Linked DNA regions of Zea mays: region 2 is linked to region 1. The links are chromatin contacts, called in public Hi-C maps. All regions are on one chromosome and are shown on one strand. The core of a region is the stretch at or near the end of the contact, and the rest is flanking DNA. Distances in the headings are between cores, read along the strand shown. Region 1 holds the start of LOC100275070 (Adenine phosphoribosyltransferase 2). Region 2 holds the start of LOC100272770 (Nucleotide/sugar transporter family protein).

What was found. A called contact is a pair of places that touch in the nucleus more often than the background predicts.
Region 2: a contact with region 1 is called in a Hi-C map of ear, with 4 times the contacts expected there. The contact joins the promoter of LOC100272770 here to the promoter of LOC100275070 in region 1. A contact is called at or near these places in 3 of 25 Hi-C or Micro-C datasets (ear, endosperm and tassel).

The regions. Positions count from the first base shown.
Region 1 is chr4:143,085,476-143,092,396 of Zm-B73-REFERENCE-NAM-5.0, forward strand. It overlaps LOC100275070 (Adenine phosphoribosyltransferase 2), which reads left to right and starts at 4,170. Exons shown (of 6, transcript NM_001317853.1): 1 at 4,170-4,373; 2 at 4,577-4,687; 3 at 5,349-5,441; 4 at 5,804-5,956; 5 at 6,207-6,265. The coding sequence starts at 4,199.
Region 2 is chr4:143,266,263-143,272,831 of Zm-B73-REFERENCE-NAM-5.0, forward strand. It overlaps LOC100272770 (Nucleotide/sugar transporter family protein), which reads left to right and starts at 2,302. Exons shown (of 10, transcript NM_001308272.1): 1 at 2,302-2,766; 2 at 4,449-4,525; 3 at 4,882-5,040; 4 at 5,154-5,283; 5 at 5,610-5,740; 6 at 5,823-5,867; 7 at 5,975-6,072. The coding sequence starts at 5,159.

The sequences.
Region 1 (6,921 bases), core at 2,920-5,419:
TATTACCGATCAAAGTTGAAAGAAATGACTTAGGATATAACTTCGTGACTTTAAGATAGGGAACTGAGGGAGTATACTAAGTATGATACTATACCTTGTGGAGGATGTATTTTGTATTAGTATCATACTTTTTATCCTATGTAGCATTCTTGGATATTGGAGTATGATATTTTGGATTAGGAATAGCCTAAGAAGCTCATACAGTTTCCACACTTCACTATCTAAAATCTCTCGATTTGGTAATTGGTATTTCATCACTCATTTGCATGTTTTAATGTTGGTTTGAAGAATACCCTAGGTGACTAAGGTTTCGCTCAAAAATCCAATTATAACTAGAATGGTAGTGAGTTTTTCTACACCGAATATGTTTATAAATATGTATTTAGGCTATGTTCTCGATTTGTATGTGTAAATGTAGTTGTATATGATCTACGTTTAGTTAGCATGAATGCTAAATTTTGCAGTTAATACGGAGTTAGCAAGTTTAGTTAATTCACTTTATATGATTAACTTTAATATATAGTTTATGTTTAGTTATTTATATTAGTTTATATTAAGTTAGTTTAGGTTATAAGAGTATATTAGATTTTTAACGCAGATGTAGTTCATATATTTGATTGGTACATGGTACCCTATGTTTTAATAAATGAATGGTGTATGACCAAAGTGATGAAGACAGGGTTGTCCTAAAGCTTTATACCTAGATGTGCCTTGTAAGGATGCACTTATTCATCCTAAACTACCGGTACCTAAATATGACTATGTTGTTTTAATCAAGACATCGGAATACTACCACATATGCCTTCTACATATATGGCGATTGTTTTGTAAATAATGGTTTGTTGTGTATTTCTTCATATTTTCTATGAAATAACTGATAATGTTTTGGCATCAACTCTTTTAGGACAAGGAGAGTTATTACTTCTTTCAGTGGATCGATGGGCCGAACAAGTTGGACCCAAGATACATCATGTGTGAACAAAGACAGTGTAAGAAACATGAGTTCCTCAAGTAGTGGGTTATACCTCCCAAACCATCAACCAATGATGGGCGATGAGAAGAACAAAGCCGCATCAAAATGACTCGGCAACCATCTATGATTGCCGAGATCTAGCTAAGGTTGCACCCAAAGATAATCTTGAGTTTGAGTGTAGTAACAGGAACAAGTTAAGAGTTTTATTTTTCTCTTAAAACAATATTTGTATGTACATATACATATGTAACATTGTGTGTGGCACCGATACTGAAAATGTCATTTTAGTGAGTGGATCTATGGTCTAAGTATTATCATCATGAACCAAAAATAAAATAGAGAGAGAGAAAGAGAAGAAAACATCTCAGAGCCCCACCTATATTGTGCAATGTGGCATCAAAGCTTGGAATAGATTACTAGTGCGAATACATGGGGTTATTATGATGAGGTTGGTTACATCTTTTACTCTTTACTTTTGATTTTTTTCATAATTAACTAATTCCTTTCAATAGAGTACTAGCAAATATAAATAATAATCATGTGTGGATACAGTGGAAGTTAGGGATACAATAAGATAGAAGGTTCATTTGGCCAGAAGTTTAGATGTGAATCTGAGCTCCTCAATAACTACCTTAAGTATTGAAAGGAGCAACATTGTGATACCAAAAAAGGGATCTAAATCACCCAATACATCCAGGTACCCTCGAATGGTTCACTTGGGAGGAAAAAGGTTGCTACCAAGCGAAACCGAGAGGAGAGGATAAAGGAGGATGGAAAAGTTCCAATACAGATCATGACAGAGCTTGTTTCTGGCTTGCGTAAATTTACTAGTGAGTGCATTGACACTGTATGTTTTTATTACCTTCTTTTAGTTACCATGGCTAACTTTTTTGTATGCGTCCATGTAAGAAAACCAGGACACGGTGACCATGTCACTAAGATAGCATAGGACAAGTTTTAAAAAGAAGGCAGAGAAGTAGAAAAACAAATTTGGTCACATAATGTTATTTTAGATTGTGGAGGAAGGTAAGGGTGGGGAGATGAGGATGAGAATGCTAGACTTTATGATCTCATTGATCTACTGGAAGTAAACTACTACATGCAAAGGTAGAGAGGGGAGGAGGATGAATTCTTGTTTTAGGTCGCCGATGATTTAGAGGTTGATTATTTCAAGCAAAATATAGTTGAACCACATGCGGCTTTAATAGATGAGGATGAGGACTAGAACATAGAACACAAAATTGTTACTTGGTGGTGGCAGCAACAAGCATCATCATATAACATTAGGCTTTATTTTTCATGTTTTGTATCATTTGTTTTTGTGAGATTGTATCGCATACTTTGATGTTGCTAGAGAGTAAAGAAATATATATTTATCATGCAGGCACACTAACATGGGTTACTTTGAACTATGGGGGTGTAGTCTTTTAGACAATGGATTGTTGCAATAGATTTCCATGCTGCCTTTTTAGATGCCGTTACTATAGGGATGTACTACACTTTTCAATGTGTTGTCCGATCATCAAAGAACCCTAAAACGGGATTCTAGAAACAGAGAAAACGGGAATATCCCGGTAAAAGAACGGATTTCAGAAGTACGTATGAAAAAACACTGAACCGTTTCGTTCCCGTTCCCGTAATATATCATCCCGTTTGTCTCCGGTTTCCATTTTTTCTCATAAATATAAAAATAGTCCGGATAAAAACGGAATACGGTACTGAACAAAATGGTATTTTTTCTGCAACTCATGTAGGCAGCGGCCAGCGGCAGCAGGTAGGCTGATCTCCCACTCCACCCGGCCCTGCCGCTGCGAGTTCCGACGGGGCGCGGTGGCGGGGTACTACCCACAAGCGAAATCCGGTGCGGTCCGGTAGCTACTGGCTAGGCCAGCCCAAGTGGAGGTGCGTGGAGCAGCGGCAGCGCCTACTGCATGGCTCTTGACGACTAAGTATGTCTTCAATCATCTCCTCTAAATTTCTCTCCCTATACCTCACTTTCCCGCCACGTCAGCTATCTCTCTTCCCCTATATCTCCACCCTGTACAGCGGTTCCCCCTAAATCATTCCCCTATACCCCACTATAATCATAAAATATCATTTTTCATACATATTCACCATCTATTATCATTTTTCCCAACTAAAAAACACTGCCGCACACGTAAACCGAGGGCAGAGGGCTCACTGTCGCACCCCCACATCTGTTTGTTTCCTGTAGCCTCCACTTAAATTGTAGCGTGTAGAGGAGTTCAAAGGGGGCACCGTCGTAGGGATTTGAACCCCCTAAGGGCATGTTCGTTTACAAGGGATTGAATCCCCAAGTGGATCTAATTCATGGAGGGATTAAGTGGATCCCTCCCTTTCACTTAATCCTCTTGGGGGTTTAATCCCTCTATGTTTAATCCCTGCCTCAAAAAGTTTATTCGGTTAATGTCGCACCTATACACCGTCGTTGCCGCCTACTCTTTACGACTTATGTCGCGCGGGTGCCGTTCCACCCCTAAGAGACCGGGCGCTGTTCTAGACCAGGGGCAATAAAAAAATCATGAACTCGACCGGGCACAGTTCTAGGACGGGGGACAAAAGGGACTTAACCGAGCGCCTTTCTTTTTTGGACCAGGATTGTTTCCAGGAGGTGGTATTCCATGGGATTAGGCCGTGATCCCGGCCGAGGAGGGCCTAAGCTAATAGGCCCTAAACGGCTAAGGGGTAGGGGAGGGGGAGAGGGAGGTCGATGGGAACCGTTGAAAGCAGTCTAACGCACCCCGTTTTCTTTCCCTTTCCTCTCTGAAAACGGCTAGGCGCTGCCCGTCAAAATACTGGGTCTAGTCTAGGGCGCGAAGCTTTTCACCAAAAGAGGAAGAGGAATACCCACCATCACTCACTCACATTGTCACGTACTGTGTCTACGACTGTGCAAGTATAGTGTCACACATTGAGACACACTGAGAGAGAGAGATGGTGTGCCTATGCACGTATAGTGTCTTACTAGTAGGCTCTATATATGCGTGGTGTGGGCTGCCGTGCCGTACCATCACTGCTCTCCTGCCCTCCTCTTTATAAACAGCGCGCAACGAGGGAGCCCCGGCACTTGCTTCAATACTAGCTCGCTCACCACTCACCAGTCACCAGTCTAGCAAGCAACAACAAAGGCGTAGGAGGAAGCTTGTTTTGGACCGAGCAAGCGAGCCAGCCGAGCGTGGGAGAGAGAGAAAGAGGAATTAATTGATGGGCGAGGAGGCCAGCTGCGACGCCGTCAGCCTGACGGAGGCCGGCACCAACGCCAAGCCGGTGGGCAAGGAGGTCGGCCGCGAGCCGGCTGCAGCCCCCGCCGCCGCGGCCGACCCCCGGCTGCAGGGCATTTCCGACGCCATCCGCGTCGTGCCGCACTTCCCCAAGCAAGGTGCGTGCATGCCCTTGCCCTTGGCCTCCTCGTGTTCATTCTTTCATTCCTCTCCAATCTCCATCCACGCGCTGCTCTCCGATTGATCACGCCGCCGCTTGCCAGTAACGCTGACCGTTCTTTTTTTTTTCTGCTTCGCGCGCTCTTGTGTATGTGTGTGTGTGCATGCATCATGCGTGCGCCGTTGGGGGGCTTGCGGTCAGGCATCATGTTCAACGACATCACCACGCTGCTGCTGCGCCCCAGGGTGTTCAAGGACGCCGTCGACCTGTTCGTCGAGCGGTACCGCGGGATGGGCATCGACGCCGTCGCCGGTAAGCAGCAGAACCCGACGGACACCTCCCCTAGTATCGTCCCGCCCACCTCTCTCTGCCGAGTGCCGACTGCCGAGTGCCGAGTAGGCAGCCTTGCGGTGACTGGAGCGGCACGTCGCTGTCGTCCCGGCCGTGCGCGTGCAGCCGCGGGGGGAGCTGACTAGCTGAGCTGTGGGCAGAGTTCTGAGATTCCGTAAAATCTCTGAGATCACCCTGGTCCTTTTGCTCCCCCGGGCTTTTGTCGTCGCGCGCGCCCGCACCTGCCCCGGGTCCGTTGGCACATGACTGACCTGGGCCGACGCGACTTTCCAGGCTTTTCCGCCTCGTCCGGTACGTGGCCCCCCTTGGGACCGCGTGATCGGACGGTTGCGTGCGGCCGGCGCACGGGATCGGGCGGTCCGGGGACGCCGGCGGTACACACCCGTCGTCGGTTTCCGCGGGTGGCGCGCCCTGATGTCACGCGGCTCCGCTGTCGCTGTCGCTGTAACTGTTTCCGAGATTTTGCTCTGCGGCTCGCTGGATCCTCTGTCCGCTTCCGTTCCGCGGGCCGTGTTCCCGAATTTCCATTTTTTTTATTTTTCTTTACAAGCGGGACGTACAAATCGAGCGATTTGCGCTGGCTCTGATAAATTGTTGGGTTCACTTGGACATTCCTGTCCAGGGATTGAGGCCAGGGGCTTCGTGTTCGGCCCGGCGATCGCGCTGGCTATTGGCGCTAAGTTCATACCTCTGCGCAAGCCAAGGAAGCTCCCAGGTGAGAGATTCCATGACCATGCATGTTCTGTTTTTCTTCTTCTTCTTAACCCATCTCCACACTCTGCACTGTACCCAGCTGTTGCTTTTGTCGATCTAGTGCCCAGCCTGTGGCGACACCCTGATCAAGTATATGTTTAGCGAGGAGGGTTCTTGCTTAGCCCATAATCTCTGACACCGCCAGAGTTGTTTGTCTGGCCTGCATGCAGTTGCAGTCCCGTGAATGGGATATTAAAAGAAAAATGCAACAGACGGTTTATACGAGACCGATCATTCATTCATTCCCCACTTCTGTCCACAATGTTGTAGAATCATGTGCTGACACCGGCTCTCGGAAACAATTATTATTATTATTATTGGAAGGTGAGGTGATCTCCGAGAAGTACGTTCTCGAGTACGGGACTGATTGCCTGGAGATGCGTGTCGGGGCCATCGAGCGATCCGGCGAGCGGGTGCTGGTCATCGACGACCTGGTTGCGACCGGAGGGACACTCTGTGCTGCGATCAGGCTTCTAGGTACGTGAGCGGCTCGGTTTCAACTCTACTACTACTATGCATTCAAATTCAAACGAAGTAGTATCCAGTACTGCTGCTTGCGTTGGAACTGCATGTGCCAGCACATAGTAGCATTTTTTTCCCCCCTTCTCAGTTAAACGTAGTAGTTAGTTGGCCTGAGAAATGTGGACAATGATACTACTGTAAAGTAATAGTGAGTATTAGCCCTTTTTTATGTTTGAGCTAATTACTACTACAAATTGCTTTCCAGAACGTGCTGGAGCCGATGTGGTCGAGTGCGCGTGTGTCATTGGGCTCCCGAAATTCAAGGTACCGCGTTGCTGGATTCACAACTAATCTGAACTACTGATATGCAAAACCAGCTGTTTATTATTAAAATCTAGCTGACATACTGCCATATACTACTGTACTAGCCTGTATTACGTATTATGATAACGTTAGGTTCCATATGCTGTACTAGCCTGTACTAGACATGCTCGGATGAGATTGTAAAATCTGGGTTTCAGATATAAAAAACAATCTATATATGTTGTTTCGTGGATTCTGTGTCTGTGTCTTAGAATCCTCTAGAATCATGGGGTCTTAAAATCTATGTGGATCCGAAGGCTATTATATTACTATATATATCATGTAGCCCATGATTTGATTATGAACAACGGCGAGGAACAGCTTGCTTTGTTATATAGAGTACTAACAACATGAACATGTCTGCTCTCTTGCCGATACATAAGATCACTCATCAATATATCTGTACCAGCTGGGCATCCGTAGACATGATGACTATACATGAGATTCCGGTCGGCGTCGTTTGTTATTGCCTAAATAATTAAAACTATAGAAGGTACACCACTACGTACATGTGCCAGTCTGCTTATTTTGGTCATCATATATACTATTACTTTGTTTTAATTTAGCACGGGTCTGCTGTGTTGTACCATGGTCTCAGGAGTGACAAGATACTGTGT
Region 2 (6,569 bases), core at 1,052-3,551, 180 kb after region 1:
TTTTATTACATGGTTTTATAGATATTTAATTTATGACTCATAAAGAGTTGGTAATACGCCCAAAGAGTTTTGTCTTCACGAAACTCACTTCTTACCTCTTTTCTTGTGTTGTTATTTCATGAAATATTTATCTGGTAGATTATTAAATATAAATAAAACTATGACAGAACTCATTGAAACTAACCTTACACCCTATTTAAATATAAATATTAGAGCACATAATTGGGAATTGGAATCAGTTTTCTAAATTCTGTTGTTTGATTGCACGTGGAATTGAGATTTGGAATCAGAGACTCAATTCCTTGTAATTGGACTATAACTAGAAACTCACTCTCCCAATACAAAAGCCTCACCTCTCGTTATTGCGTGGAATTAGACTGCACAATAACAGAAATACAAAAGTTGCTAATTATCAAAACACTTGTCATCTACTAACTTACCTAATATCTTAGACGCTTGCAACCTATTTTATTTTTTCAGTAAGATTATTAAACTTGTGGCCTAAATCTTATTGGAACTACAACAATATAATTACAAAATCATAGGATCATATTTATTAGAACCATAAAATCATCTTAGAATCAAGGTAATCAAGTAAGAATCATTAGACGACACAATCAAGCTTTTAACAACTACTCTATCTATTTTAAAATAAATAACTTTATGAGGTTTCGTATTTGTCTAAAAAAAATAATATTCTACAAAAAACATAAGACATTAACTCCTAGCGAAGGGGTGATCACGGGTGCATGCAAAGATGCGGATACTAAGAATTTATAGAAAGCATTTTTTATTATGAGATGGAGAGAGAATGATTTTAAGTAACAAGTAAATTTCTTATACGTCCACGTGAAACCTCGATGTTGCTTCAAGATTTTAGAGTGCTTAATTTAGGCAATAGATAACTGTTGCGTGGCAAATCTTAATATCGCTTCAATATGTTAGAGTGCTCATTTTAAGTGCTTTAAGATTTTGCTTTAAATCCCAGTAAAGGTTTGTGTGGCAAAAAAATAAATCTTATTATCCCAATAAATTTCTTGAGCGGCAAAACTAGCATTTTTTTAGTGTTTCTTTTAAGCGGCTGTAGATAATCAGGGATGGCGGGTACGCGTAACGGCAGACACGATGTATGTGCAATCTCAGTATCCGATTACGCATCCTAATAATAAGGCGAATAAAAACAGCACATGGCATCTCCAATTACTTCCCAAAGATGAGTGACGCGAAGAATCATATCGCTAATCTAGATCCCTGCAGCCCTGGGCTGGGCAGATCGGATCACTAACACCAGAATCGCCCTTCCTTTTTAGCGCATGCCATCGGATGAACGACACACAGCGCCACCGTATCCCGGCTAGAGATAGCAACGGGTACAAAATCGCCAGGTTTTGCTATCCCAAACCCGTACCCGTGAAAAATATTTATACCCATTAAAAAACCCCTAAACTCGTACCTATCAGGTTTGCGGTTACCCACGGGTTACCCGCAGGTTTTTTATCTCCAATATGCTTATTCTTTTTATAATCAATAAGTATCGTAATGATTAATGAGATTATGGTCCAAAGTTTATATAACGAACAACGAGTTCATGATTTGGTATAAATAATATTAGTAGAGAGAATTAAATACAAATAATACGTTGTATAATCAAGTTACCTTGCACTAAGTTATACATCCACCACATATATAACGCTAGTAATAACTATAATAACAAGCAAGCAACACTATCACCAACTACTTATACATTCACTATTTGATAAAAATTAGGAAGTAAATAGGTAGATAACAAGTATGTTGTTTATTTATAAAATAAAATGACAATATGCACTAGGTTTGGTCGGGTTTAAAAAATCCATGGGTTCACGAGTTTGGGTACTATAGGAACAAACCCGTACCCATGAACCCGTCGGGTATACATTTATGCTCATTAACAAACTCATGGATATGAAAATTGACCCAAACCTGTACTCTAATAAAGTAAAAACCCATCGGGTTTCGGGTACCCATTGCCATCTCTAATTCCGGCTGGTGGATCGCTGGATGTCATCCCTTCGCCGAGGATTACTAGCTTCTTATCAGGGCCCTGCCTCGTGAGTGTCCGGGTGTATTGACATCGCACACTTTACCCGGGTCCCTGTAGCTGTGACCCCGACGCGATCGCGATGTGACCAACGGTCGTCCAACGCCTGGATGCAACGCAATTCGCAACGTGACGGACTGACGCGCGAGGCAGGCCAGCCAGACACCGAGCAGCAACTTGCCCCAAACCGCACCCGTCCGTCCGCTTCCAATAAAAGGCGGCTGCCGGCGCGGTCGGGCAGAAGCTTCCGCATCCGCTCCCATTCCGGCGTCCGGAGTCGCTGACCGCCAAGTCAGTCAGTCGCCGAGGCGAGGACGACGAGGCAGACAACGCACCCCCGCACCTGTTGTTACCAGCGCGGCGCACGAGTCCAGTCGCGTGCAGGCGCGCTGCATAGGGCCAGAGCCAAGTAAGTGGGTGGGGACAGAAATATCCTCCTGCTCCTCGGCCTCGGCGTGCTCGCGGGCGGAGCAGGAGGGGCTAGGAGGAGGCGGATCGGGGAGCGGAGATCCTAGCCGGAGGGATGGCGAAGGGCGGCGTGGAGAGGGGCGCGCTGCTGCCGGTCTCAGCGGACGACGGCAAGGGAAACGGCGGAGGGGCAGGCGGCGACGATGCCGTGCTGTTCAAGGGGTCCGCCATGACCCGCCGCGGCGGCACCGCCGCGCTCTCTTACATGGCATGCTCCGGTACGCGCGGCTTTATTTGCTTGTTTCTGTCGCGTAGACTGCTCGCGGTGCGGCCGTGCTGCTGGTGCACTGTGCTTCGTTCGTCGCGTTCAGGGAATTTGGGGACGGGAGAACACCTGCATCACGTGTTTGACTCGTTGCCTGTGCTAGTCGCCACGTTTTCTGTTGGATTCAGCTTAGTACGTGATTTTGGAGCTCGTGCCGGATGGTTGACTTGTGCTTTGGCCTTTCGGCTTTTGGCAGCGCGACCGAGCTTTTTGGAAGAGTGAGAGACCGTTTTCCTAGTTCTGTTGCTATGAATTATACGCAAAGTGGACAGTATATACGGCATACATACATGTTTACGAAATTCTATAAGTAAGGAATGGGCTATTTCATACAAATAATTGAGCCTGCAGGCTGCAGCCATGATGAATATGTTATTTACTGTCGTAATGTTAGCTGAATTTTGGTGGTAACAAATGGAGCTACCATGCTACCTTATCTGCCTTTGGAGTGGGTCTATGCTTATTGCTCGGGCACACTTGTGACTTGTGGAAGAACATAATCACAGAACCCTGTCGGAATACATTTCAGAATGAATAGGTCAATGGAGTAAGCTTTCTAGCTGCTACCTGTATGAAATTAGATCAAACAGAGGACCTGTCATGAAGAGTGATGGTCCCCTGTTATCTCATGTACTATATTGCTTGATGCTGACGATAGGATGTAAATTACTTCAACCCCATATTTGGATGATGGTTCAACTGGATAAGAATAACCATTTCATAGAATAGATACATCATTGTCTTCATCTAACTATCTATCTATCTAGCCTTTTGAACTGAAACCTGCTCATTTGTTGCATGACGAAATTGGAACAAAGGAAGGTGGTCCCACTGAGGAAAAACACGAGAGAAAAATCAACAAACCATTTTCACTTTTAGGGTGGGGGGATTAGTGTGGAAGATTTGAGTCATTGTTAAGTGGTGAATGAGGTTTTGATTGCACAATTAAACTCGTCTTTCATTTATATGTGCTGCTTACTGGAAGGTTGGAGAACTGTGAACGGGTTACTGTAGTTGGGCTGATTATGTTGGAGTTACTAATGATACCCCCTTTTGCATTCATGACTGAAATTGCGCTGGAAGTCACTTTTGCATTGCATTCAAAATCATTCATCTAATCCGATCTCTATGCTGCGAGTTTGGACATTGCGATCTGCTTATAATACCAGTTGAAGGAGTTCTGCACAATGCATGGTAGTCAGTTTTACTTGATTCATTTCATCTTAATTTTGGTTTATCTACATTGCTTCTTTCAAATATTTAGATAGATCGCGTATTTGCACCAAACATCTGGTTGAGCAAGAAAAACGAAAAAAAGGGTCTCTTAATCATTGTTTTGTTTGTTCTGTATTCTCCTTAACATGTGCAGTATGCCAATGCAATATTTAGTTATGTGGACTCCACATATTGTACTTGTGTGCCTCAAATTATCTTACACACTGTTAATCTGCTACAAGTTCATACCCATACATTCATTTGAGTTGCTTGATGATTCACTCTGTGATGCCATTTTCTTTAGCTCTAGAAGCATGGTAACCAAAGAACCAATGTCCACAGAAAGATGATGTGTTATTGCTTCGTTTCCATTTTCAGAACCCATTTGCTGTACTAATTTTGGTACTTCTCAATTTGCAGTGTTGCTAGTGATGTTTAACAAAGCAGCTCTCTCTTCGTATAATTTCCCTTGTGCGAATGTCATCACACTCCTTCAGGTACTGGATGTGTTCTGGGAAAATCTATGGCGTGCATGCTTCATGCACTTTTCTGGATGGAGTATCTGAAAGTTTCATGTCTGTGTTCCATGATTTTTTAATCGATTTGTTATTGAAAATATTTATTTTTCCCCATGCTATAGTTCCAAATATCAACAAATACTGCCTTTAATTTTATTTCATGAATGTTCCAAGTCTTGCTTGAAGTGCTGCAAATATTTTCACTTTGCTCATCCTTGGGAAATAGTGGATCCCAAATCTTCTGGTTGCTGTTGGCTAAACTTCTAGTGTACATTTGTATTCTATCATTTGTGTTTTTTCTCCCTTCTTTGTTAACACTTAACAAACATGTGCAGATGGTGTGCTCAACGTGCCTTCTTTATGTTCTGAGACGATTAAAGATCATCTCCTTCACTAATAGTGATCCATCAGTGCCTTCTGATTCACTATTCTTTGTGCCGTTTAGGTTATTACTACGCACCACACCTCTTTCCTTGGCTTATTTACTCTACATGGTATGCTGATCCCCTTACATACAGTATTAGTGTGTTTAATAATTAGGCTCATGCATTTCTGTTCATGTTGAATTCTGATTGGTGTTTACTGTTCTTTTTTGGTAAAAAGCTAGCTTCAATGGAATCGGTCCGTGGAGTTAATGTTCCTATGTATACAACTCTACGGCGCACGACAGTTGTGTTTACAATGACAATGGAGTATTTCCTGGCAAAGCAGAAGCACACCCCACCTATAATAGGCAGGTAAATATATGGATATTTGTTCTTTTTCTGTATCTCAAGAATGAATAGTTTGCGGTAGTTAGCTAGCGTAAGTTTCATTTCATTCAATGCATTTCTGCCCTAGACAGTGTCAAACAAAAGTATTTGAGCACATTATCCGTTTTGTATAAGCCTTTGATTATATGATTATATTTGTTTCATCCAGTAGTAATAGGTTTGTGTGCCTACTGCTGTACCTGTACCCTTCTTTTGCATACAACATTTGTTATGCTGAACGTTTTCAGAACTTGGTAGTGTTCTGAATCTATATTGTTCCACTATCTGGTTGTTAACTAAGGTTTTATCAGTGTGGCTTTGATTGTATTCGGAGCATTCGTTGCTGGAGCTCGAGACTTGTCATTTGATGCTCGTGGGTATGCTATTGTCTTTGTGGCCAACATTACGACAGCCATTTACCTTGCTACTATCAACCGTATAGGTAAAGCAGTTCCTTTTTCCAACATATAGTGTTCTTTCATCGTACAAAATCTTTCTGATCAGATGTTCTTTTTCTTCCATAGGAAAATCTAGTGGCCTCAATAGCTTTGGCCTGATGTGGTGCAATGGTATCATTTTGATTGCCCTTTTTTCTTCTTGAACACTATTTTGATTGCTCTTAACTTCAGATCAAACTTCTTATGTCTTAAAATCTTATATCCTGTTTGGATTTCAGGACTTGTCTGTGGACCTTCAGTACTGTTATTGACATATATTCAGGGTGACCTAAAGAGGGCCATGGAATTTCCGTACCTTTATTCCCCTGGGTTCATGGTAACATTAATTTGTGCATTGCTGACCCTCCTTTTGTCAGTTTTAGTAGGCATTTAAAGGCTGTTTGTGGATGCACATCACGAAATTCAAAAACCACGAGTAATGTTAATTAGCTTCATCGGTGTGCTTGTACTGTCAGTTACTCAGTTAGCCAGTTAGCCCTTGAACTCAAGCTGCGTCTGGAAGTTTAGTTTGCAAGATATTGTTCTGTTTGTGTACTTTCAATTGGCCAGTTAGCCTTGAACTCTTGCTGCGGCTGGAAGTTTAGTTTTGCAAGATATTGTTCTGTTTGTGTACTGTCAATTGCCCAGTTAGCCTTGAACTCTTGCTGTGGCTGGAAGTTTAGTTTGCAAAACATTGTTCTGTTTGTTCCACTATCTTTGAGATCCGGCCATTCAAGTCCAGAAAAACTGCCACTGAAGGAAATTTTCTTAGTTTTTTCCCATGCCCCAAACCTCCATTCCAAAGGGTGCTATGGTACCAAGAATCCCAAGTTT